2 separate regions of the Mus musculus genome follow, and region 1 is linked to region 2. The links are chromatin contacts, called in public Hi-C maps. All regions are on one chromosome and are shown on one strand. The core of a region is the stretch at or near the end of the contact, and the rest is flanking DNA. Distances in the headings are between cores, read along the strand shown.

Region 1 (5,309 bases), core at 1,610-4,109, 1.2 Mb before region 2:
GCTAGGCCCCGGCATAGTCTCACAAGAGACAGCTACATCTGGGTCCTTTCGATAAAATCTTGCTAGTGTATGCAATGGTGTCAGCGTTTGGATGCTGATTATGGGGTGGATCCCTGGATATGGCAGTCTCTACATGATCCATCCTTTCATCTCAGCTCCAAACTTTGTCTCTGTAACTCCTTCCATGGGTGTTTTGTTCCCAATTCTAAGGAGGGGCATAGTGTCCACACTTCAGTCTTCATTCTTCTTGAGTTTCATGTGTTTAGCAAATTGTATCTTATATCTTGGGTATCCTAGGTTTGGGGCTAATATCCACTTATCAGTGAGTACATATTGTGTGAGTTCCTTTGTGAATGTGTTACCTCACTCAGGATGATGCCCTCCAGGTCCATCCATTTGGCTAGGAATTTCATAAATTCATTCTTTTTAATAGCTGGGTAGTACTCCATTGTGTAGATGTACCACATTTTCTGTATCCATTCCTCTGTTGAGGGGCATCTGGGTTCTTTCCAGCTTCTGGCTATTATAAATAAGGCTGCTATGAACATAGTGGAGCATGTGTCCTTCTTACCAGTTGGGGCATCCTCTGGATATATGCCCAGGAGAGGTATTGCTGGATCCTCCGGTAGTACTATGTCCAATTTTCTGAGGAACCGCCAGACTGATTTCCAGAGTGGTTGTACAAGCCTGCAATCCCACCAACAATGGAGGAGTGTTCCTCTTTCTCCACACCCACGCCAGCATCTGCTGTCGCCTGAATTTTTGATCTTAGCCATTCTGACTGGTGTGAGGTGGAATCTCAGGGTTGTTTTGATTTGCATTTCCCTGATGATTAAGGATGTTGAACATTTTTTCAGGTGCTTCTCTGCCATTCGGTATTCCTCAGGTGAGAATTCTTTGTTCAGTTCTGAGCCCCATTTTTTAATGGGGTTATTTGATTTTCTGAAGTCCACCTTCTTGAGTTCTTTATATATGTTGGATATTAGTCCCCTATCTGATTTAGGATAGGTAAAGATCCTTTCCCAATCTGTTGGTGGTCTTTTTGTCTTACTGACGGTGTCTTTTGCCTTGCAGAAACTTTGGAGTTTCATTAGGTCCCATTTGTCAATTCTCGATCTTACAGCACAAGCCATTGCTGTTCTGTTCAGGAAGTTTTTCCCTGAACTAGCAAGATTCTTATTCGAAAGAAACATAGTGCATTGGGAATAATCACTTTTATTACCTGGAATCTGAAATTTAGGATCATAAACTTGGAGCACAATTATCTGCAAAGCATGGGCTATGTAGATAATGGACAAGGTATTCAGAGTGCGGTGTCATGGCTACCCTGCCTGTGTCCTGTGCTCTCTGCCTGTTGCAGTGGGTGATGGGGACAGCATCTGGTTTGAGACCTGCTCCATACTGATAGCACAGGATGTCTATTATCTAGTGGCAGAGAATGTTAACACAGAACTCCAATTGTCAAAAGCTACATAATAAGGGACAAATATCTGCAAATGTGTATCAAAAGTTTAGGACAGTCCTTGAGAAAACATGACTTGTTTCAAATATCTCTTGAAGCCATAAATTGGCTTCACTGTTTCTGTGGGACAGTAGACCCAGCATTACTGTCACACTGAGAAACATTTCCCTGGCTTACCAGCTCATTGTTCAGGGGAAAGGAATAGAGTAACACAAAGTTGCAACAATCATTCATTCAAAGTTAATTGATCATGTACTTTGTTCAAGAAAATATGCTCAATGCCACAGAAAATAGCAAGCACTGACATCAAAGACATAGAAAGAAGAACAAATAAGAAAATGATAAATACACTGATATTACAGGTTATGTTGAGGGAATGGAGGGACAGCATCAGAGGATTATAGGAGAATTTAACTGTAATTTCCAGAATCTTGCTCCGCTCAACCCCACTCTTTGAAAGTTGAGAGTGATGGATAAGGGATAAGGCATTACTAGTCAAGGGCACATCCATGTGGGGTGAGAGACAGGCCAAATAGTTGCAAGCACACACAGCAGACAGTGTTAGCTTCAATCTTTTAGAAGGTCCTTCTGAATTCTAAAGATAATTTGTTTTATTCTGGAGAGATTGGGAGAAGCTATTTAAAATGTTTCAGCAAATATTAACATAATCATGTTTGTATTTTTAAAGATCTCACATTAAGTGGTTTTGAGAGACAGGTTGGGTAGGGAGACATGATGGCGAATGCTGAGGGTCATGAAGGAAATAATAGTCAATGAGGGTAGGGCCTAATGATATTGGACAAGTTTCAAGTTTTACTGATAGAATGTTCTCCTTCTTAAAGGGGAGGGATGACATTTTAACTTTGATATTTATAGAATCCAGTGACAGTTATAAATAGCATATGCTGTTGGAACATTTCTACTGCAACTTAGATCAAGAAAAGAGAACAAAGTCACACTTAGTACTATTGCTGAGCCACTTTGGAATCTGCCAATGTTTTAATACATGGTTTATTATCCTGGGTTAGAATCACAGTAATAAAGAATGTATGAGCACAGGCAGCCCTTTTCTGGGCCTTTAAAGTTTCTTTACTGACCGACCAGAACACAGGACTAGTAGCTGGTTTTGCTAAGACACCAAACCAGTCTGTCTAAGCTTTTACCACTATTCTGTATGCAGCCTAACTAAACTGTTATGAAGGAATAAAATAACGAAGAAAAAAAAAAACCACATTGACCAGTGCATTTAGTCTTCCAACAAAAGTACAGTTAACAATAATTTTGTCCTAAAAATAACTTATTTGTTTCCACAGACAACAAAGTCACAAGCTGTTGTAGGCAGTGATCCTCACAAGCAGCAGCTGCCCCACTCTGTGCGACTTCCCACAAGCACACCGAGTGAATAGCAATTAGAGTAGAGGAGGAGAATTATTTTGGGTAACATAACATTTGACAAGTGCTTTAGTAAATAAAATATTGCCAAACAGCTAAAATATTTTCACTTTGCTAAAACTTTTCTGGCTTTCTGTGTTGGCTTTTCTCATAGGCGTGAACTGTGAGTTGGAAATTGATGAATGCAGATCCCAGCCTTGTCTCCACGGTGCCACATGTCAGGACGCTCCAGGGGGCTACTCCTGTGACTGTGCACCTGGATTCCTTGGAGAGCACTGTGAACTCAGCGTTAATGAATGTGAAAGTCAGCCGTGTCTCCATGGAGGTCTATGTGTGGATGGAAGAAACAGGTATGTGTTGCGTAGATGACTGGTAGGCTTACAGAGACCAAGGTCTACTGTACAACTGTCGTGAACTTCAAGCTCTCCTAGCCTTCATTTGAGTCGTGAATTGGATTTTGCTTTAAGTAATGAAAAGTTACAGAATTCTGAGTTTACTTAAGAATATTTTTTGGTTGACATCTGTCCTGAGTGAAGGTTTTCCAAGGCATTCTTGTAATTGATTGAGAACTGTAGATATCAGAAAAGTACCAACATCCAAAACCCATGTAAAACCCTGTAGTAAACATCCTGATAAGGAAGTTGCAAAAGCAATGCTATCAACTGTTTAAATTGTGAACATAATGTTTATATTTATGAAAGTAAGCAAACCAATCAAATGGAAAAATAAATCCTTCGGAATTTGTCGATAAATACTCCTCTAAGGGCAATAGTATTAAATTGACATATCTTGGCTTTTTAACTATTTGGAGAATTGGGTGAATATATTTGACAAGGCATAATACCACCAAGTATAACTCAATTCTGATCCAAATGAAAGTCTCTCATTGGTTTCAGGGAAATGGGCAACTCTGCATTGTAGTATTTATCTTCATGTGATAAATATAATGAATTTATATAGTGAGAGCCAAGTTCACATCAAATAATATATCCCTGTAAAGAACATTGTCATATTTGCTTAGACTGTGAATATTGCATTATGGAGTGCAGAAAAATATTTCATAGCATTGAACTTAGAATTCCTTCCTTTGATACTTGCTCAGTGTGAAGCGTGCTGAGAATTACTGTTCTAAAGCTGTAATATATACAGTTCCTCAATTGTAATAATGAATCTGTAGTAAACAGAGGTTTCCAAGAGTTCACATCATTAATGTTTTCCAAAAGTAGAAACAAAATGACTTTTCCTCTATTTAATAAATCAGATATGTGGCTGAGGATGAAGTTCAGTGGTAGAGTACATGCCTAGTGTGTGCAAGGCCATGAGTTCAAGTCCCAATAGTGCATGTGTACACAACCTCCTCCCCTCCCCCCCCACACACAAAGAAACTCATAACTTCAAATCTAATTTCAAAATTACTGAAACTCAAAGAGTGCAAGAAAAGGCACGTGTGCTTCAGATATATCTGTAAGCTACTTAATAAGATAGTAATATTTTTAAATAGAGTAATAAAGTTGCACGTTTCTTTTTTAAAACTATGAAATGCCATTTTAAATCACAACCCATAATTTGATCTGACTTTTCCTAGCACTCAAATAATACGCCTTTGCTGGGAGTCTACACTCCTGGGGACAGCTTACTGGACACTTAGAGACAGAAGGGTTGGAATGGCTGAAACTTCCAAGGAAGTGAAAACCCTCTGCAGTGCATACTGTTCTTTCCAGAGAGCATCACAGCAGATAACACAGCGGTTTGGGTTCTCGTGGGAAGGCAAACACACTGGAAACTTGTGCTCGCTCGCTCTTTCTTTCTTTCTTTCTTTCTTTCTTTCTTTCTTTCTTTCTTTCTTTCTTTCTTCCTCTTTCTTTCTTTCTTTCTTTCTTTCTTTCTTTCTTTCTTTCTTCCTTCCTCTTTCTTTCTTTCTTTCTTTCTTTCTTTCTTTCTTTCTTTCTTTCTTTCTTTCTTTCTTTCTTTTAATTTACATTTCAAAAGTTATCGCCTTTCCTGGTTTTCCCTCCAAAAACCCCCTATCCCCTCCCCCTCCTCGCACTCCCCCCTCCACCAACCCACCCAAGAGGGAGTGCCTTTCATTCTCTACTCTTAAAGGTGAAATGACTTATTTCTTAATTTTATTGTTATATCTCCTAATACCTAACTTGGGAGAGGATTGAGATTATTTTTACACAATTAAAAATTAACATCTTTCCTATAATTCATGTGAGCAAATGGATGCTTGCATACCAAAGGAGCTTTTAAATGGAATCTTTAATTCTGTGAACTTAGATGCATTCCTTTAATATAGAACATGTGTCTGCAATACCGCACATAAAGTAGAGTTTAATATTTTAATCCTTATTGTTTATGGACATTCACGTGTGTGTGTGTGTGTGTCTGTGTGTGTGTGTCTGTGTGTCTCTGTGTGTGTGTGTAAGTTTGGGGATTAAACTCAACCCCCCAG
Region 2 (5,076 bases), core at 1,335-3,834:
CAAATCAGAATGGCTAAGATAAAAAAACTCAGGTGATAGCAGATGCTGACGAGGATGTGGAGAAAGAGGAACACTCCTCCATTGCTGGTGGGATTGAAAGCTGGTACAACCACTCTGGAAATCAGTTTGGTGGTTCCTCAGAAGAGTGGACATAGTACTACCTGAGGACCCAGCAATACCACTCCTGGGCATACACTGAGAAGTTGCTTCTGAAAATATTTTAATAGGAAAGACACATATCAGGACTCTTTAGAGTTTGGTTGATGCTGCCATGTGTGTGTGTGTGTGTGTGTGTGTGTGTGTGTGTGTGTGTGTGTATGTGTGTGTGTGTGTGTGTATGGGAGGATGCCTGAGAAGGCAGACAAGAACAAGGAAGTAACAGGCCTCAGACTTCAGGAGTTCAAGAACTTTGTTCCAAACTTGAGGATCTTCTATTACTAAGTGAAACATTATAGAGTTTTGTGGAAATCAGGTTCTTTGGATTCTGTATGACCTGGGATTTAGGTTTGGTGCTGTTGCTTAGTCTGTTATGAAACAGATTACTTAAGCCACCTATGTCTTCCTTTCTCATTTAATAACCCAAGAGGAATGCCATTCATCAAACAAGGCTATGACCGTTTATTACAGATCCGCATGTTAGGTAACCCCCCATCATAAGATTATTTCTGTTGCTACTTCATAACTGTAATTTTGTTACTGTTATGAATTATAATGTAAATATCCCTGTTTCCCGATGGTCTTAGGCTACCCCTGTGAAAGGATTGTTCGATCTCCAAAGGGTTGCCACCCACAGGTTGAGCACTGCTAATCTAGAGCCTAAACTTAAGTAGCATAGACACCTAGTAAAAGGGAAAGTCTCTCAACCCTTATGAATGACTTCCAGAGCGACAAATGTAGCTCAGTTTGTAGTGTGCTTGCCTAGCACGTATAAAGCTTTACATTTGATTCCCAACATCACAGGAGTCCAATATGGGGGTGAGTGTTGGTAATGCCAGCACCAGCATGACAGAAGCAGGGAAAGAAGGATTATAAATTGAAGGTCATCTTGGCTGCACAATGAGTTTGATAACCATAAGCAACCATGAAGCTTAGGCTACATGAGACCCTGTCTCAGACCCACGAACAAATAAAACGAATGTCTGAGAATTGGAGGTCTAGGAGCCCTGAGTAGGAAATCTAGATCCAAGTAGGTGTTTGGGGATTTTTAATTTTTACAGCGTCGCCTGAGGCCCTGCATTGTCTGTGTAGCCAAGTATGAGGATGGCCTGAAACTTCTGAGTCTTTTGTTTCCACTTCCTGATTACTGGGGTTATAGGAAGAAGCGACTACATCTGATTCTGGCTCTTCTGGGGCTTCATCTCAGGGCCTCCTTGATGTTAGGTAAGGGCTAGTACAACTGAATTGCAGCCCTAGACCCAGGCAGACCTTGAATAGACTTCCTGGAGGAAGGATGGTTTTTGTAACACTTAAATCAGTGGTTCTCAAGCTTCTTAATGTTGTGACCCCTTTAATACAGTTCCTCATGGTATCGTGACCCCCAACCATAAAAACGATTTCTGTTACTACTTCATAGCTATAATTTTGCTACTGTTATCAATTGTAATGTAAATATCTGGTAAGTAGAATATCTGATATGAGACTCCTCCAGCGGTCATGACCCACAGGTTGAAAATCAGTGAAATCGAGGTAAGATGCAGGCCGCCTGAAATATTACAACAGGTGTCAGGATTCAGCATGCTACTTATTTTATTTCAGACAGACAATATCCTTTCTGCTGACAGAAAGCCTGAAGAACTGGCCCAAGATGAGTTTTTCTTAAGCAACTAAATAGGCGATATCTCACAACCCCAATATTGTTTATGAACATCGGCAGGCTATTTTCATATTTTTCTTTATCATGGAACAATAAGGTAATCAACATGTAAGAGTGTTAGTAAAAATCCTCACCATGGAAAAATGTTTCCAACACAGGGCAAATGACTGTCCGTTGATATGCCCAGGCAGAGGAAAGACCAGCATGCATCTCTCCTTCAGGCCTTGCTTTCATGGTACTATCAGGTGTAACATTTAGGAAGTTATCCAACTTAAGTAGTTTAGCTCATTGGCTCCCAAAGATGGTGATACTGTACTTCCTACTGGTAGGTATTATTTTAGTACATTATAACAGAGGATTCTTCACAAATATGGAAAAAAATCCTGCCTGATTATCTTTGATCATTTCATAATCTTGAATGGAAAGGAACATGTTCCATTTTCTATTAGACTTTTCTTATTGTAATATGTTCAGTCCGAGTTTCATTACACAATTCCTGTTTGTATTTTTAAATATAAGATGGGATTTAATATTTTGACATTAAAGTATCATTTGTAAGTTACCTTGCAAAGGGAAGTGCCTCTGAAATCAAACCAATCATTATACAAAGTTAGCCTCGTTGTTGAAATACGATTTCACTAGAGCAAAGTCAAGTCAACCTGAAATTCGGTATTTCGTAGCAGTTAAAGTGTGCAGCCAGGCGGCTTCAACATGAGCTAGAGAAGTTGCGGTTTTACCCCGAGATAGGGCTGATTATGCTGGTGCTATGGCAACCGGTTGCACCATTTGGAAGCTCTTCTGTGCTTAACCGCATGAGCTGCGCCTCTTCCTTTCCTATAAAGACTTAGAATGAGAAAAACAGAAGTGTGCGAGGAGAAGAAACCACAAGGGCAGTAGAGGCACTGCTGCGAGCGAGCCTTTAGCTTTTGCAAACAGCAGCCGAACAGCACACCGAAAACCTCTCCGGAGGAAAGCTGCCTCTCTCTTGCTTTTCCCATTATGCCTGTACTGTAATGATTTTGAAAGCGCGCCAAGTGTTTCTGTTCAGCACTTTCATGACTGAGAGATGAGAAAAAATTAGTTGGGCATTTATCAACCTTGGCTTTGATTATCCGCTGCTCTGGGGAGATTGGAGGACTGGGTGCAATCTTGGGGGAGACATTTGATACTCTTCATGAGACTGATAACAGTTTGGTGGTAGATGTCCCACAATGTAGCTCTCATTTTCTGTTTATTTTTTGTTTAAGCTAACACCACACACACACACACACACACACACACACACACACACACACACACGCCATCGTTTTATTTGTTTTGAAATCTTGAAAATACTAATAAGGACATATTCAAACTTGTTTTTCTATTTTTTAATTTTTTCTATGTTTTTCTATTATTGTTTTTCTATTTTTCTCTCTGAGAGGGTCTGGGCAGTCAAGCCAAGCTGCTCTCCTCATTCCAGTATGCTTCAGGCTTCTCGTTATGTGTCCTTTCCCTGTAAACAATGAAAATTTTCCTTTTGTACTGTCACCGTCTAACAATTTTCACTTTTACCAGCATTTTAGTTAGCGTTCACAGTGGTGAGTGTGATTGTGGACATTTTTATACGTATGCATTGTTCTTTGTCCTTCCCCCAGAGCGCTGCCCCCTTTCCTCCCCTTCAGGCCCTCTTCCTCCCCTAAGAGCCATTCCTTCTGCTTTCATGCCTTATACGGTCCATTAGCCTTTTATTATTTCCCTTCTCCTCTTAGAGTTCTTTCTTCCATCTCATCAGCCACATTTTATTTTATGCCTTTTATAAGTTACACACACACACACACACCACAGAGAGAGAGAGAGCTACAGCTCCACATAAGAACAAAACATGTGATATACATCTTCCCAAGGCTAGCTTATTTCATTGAACATTATAATTTGATCTAATTTCCTGTGAATGTTGTGACTTACTCTTCTTTACAGCAGAATGCAATTGTGTATGTGTGTCTTATGTAGAGTACCTGGCTAACTGTTTCATTTTTAATGATAATGTTTTTGGGGGTGTGAGAGTACATGGCTATAACCCTATCACTTGGAAGACTGTGGCAGGAGGAGCATTGTAAGTTGGAGGGTGGCTCAGGTTGCATACCTAGTTTAAAGCATGACTAGATCTTCTCTCCTACAAAACACAATGCAGGAAAACACTACTGCCTTTCACTGTGTCATCCTCTGGGTCCCATTTTGATGGTGCATATAAGGTATTCTGATCATTGTTAATTCTTTCCTAGCTGTTCAGCACAAATACTGACTTTAATATTAATTTTTTTCTTATCACAGTGCAGTTAAATAAGCCTTTTTATATCAGACAGATTGTCAGTTAAGTTTAAACTTTACATTCTCTAGATTTGCACCTATTTGTTTATGATATTTATCTCTAAGTAAGAAGAGCGTGTTATCTGCTTTACCGAATTGCTGTAATGTTATATAAAGTATAATTTAACCTCATTCAGCACCTAATATTTCATAAAACATCACTCAGCACCGTGTCATACACCTAGTATTTACTGGAAATAGTGACTTTTATTCTTGGCCCTGAAAACAGTAAAGCATTTTAGCACGGGTGCCAACACGTGTGGGTGCCTCTATATAATCCGTTCACTATGATCTTACTCTATTTCAGAGGAAGTAAAGAGTTATAAAATCATACATAGTAAAATGTTAATTAGTACAGTTAGATACTTTTTGCTACCTGGCACATATTTTCAACATCAGGTTTACACTTCTGGATAAAAAAAAATGGAAAATAGATAGCCACCGAAGACTAAAATAGATATTCTAAGTCTAAAATTAGGTCTATCCTGGGAACTGTCTCAGACGAGTGAGTGGGTGGGGAAATATCGCCACCAGCAATGCTTCCTCTTCTACCCAAATCTCTACTCCAACGTAAGAAAATAACAAGCACACAGGTCGTGTTGTGGCCGCCTACAGTCTCATTTTTGTACAGAGTTTGTGCTGTGAACCTGGTTGTCAGCCCACTAATGATACAACTACAGGATTTGTGTTTTATATCAGTGACTATTACAGTGCTGATTATACCAAGGCATATACACATACACAGATGCACATCATTGATATAATCTGGGATGTGTTAAGATGTGGCCTCCACAGTCCTGTTGTGTTCCTATGCTGGGGTACCTTGGAGAATGTCAAGGGATGATGAGCACTTTGAGGAGGGGGAGGAGGAGAAGGGGGAGGAGGAGAAGGGGGAGGAGGAGGAGGAGAAGGGG

Evidence for each region. A called contact is a pair of places that touch in the nucleus more often than the background predicts.
Region 1: a contact with region 2 is called in a Hi-C map of ventral hippocampal neurons, with 1.9 times the contacts expected there. The contact joins two enhancer-like sites. A contact is called at or near these places in 8 of 484 Hi-C or Micro-C datasets (the HL-1 cell line, cerebral cortex, cortical neurons and 3 more) and 2 of 115 datasets of contacts at active chromatin or transcription factors (astrocytes and large pre-B cells).

What each region holds. Positions count from the first base shown.
Region 1 is chr1:139,326,046-139,331,354 of GRCm38.p6, reverse strand. It overlaps Crb1 (crumbs family member 1, photoreceptor morphogenesis associated), which reads left to right. Exons shown (of 12, transcript NM_133239.2): 3 at 3,009-3,204. Among named protein-coding and RNA genes, the nearest start is that of Crb1, 48 kb to the left of the region's middle. Within about 2 kb of position 2,859, at least 12 of the 459 cell types and tissues checked have an H3K27ac peak or open chromatin away from gene starts, as enhancers often do. A contact at or near this core is called in ventral hippocampal neurons, where this site is marked.
Region 2 is chr1:138,134,144-138,139,219 of GRCm38.p6, reverse strand. The region is part of intron 1 of Ptprc (protein tyrosine phosphatase, receptor type, C); the gene reads left to right. Among named protein-coding and RNA genes, the nearest start is that of Ptprc, 38 kb to the left of the region's middle. Within about 2 kb of position 2,584, at least 201 of the 459 cell types and tissues checked have an H3K27ac peak or open chromatin away from gene starts, as enhancers often do. A contact at or near this core is called in ventral hippocampal neurons, where this site is marked.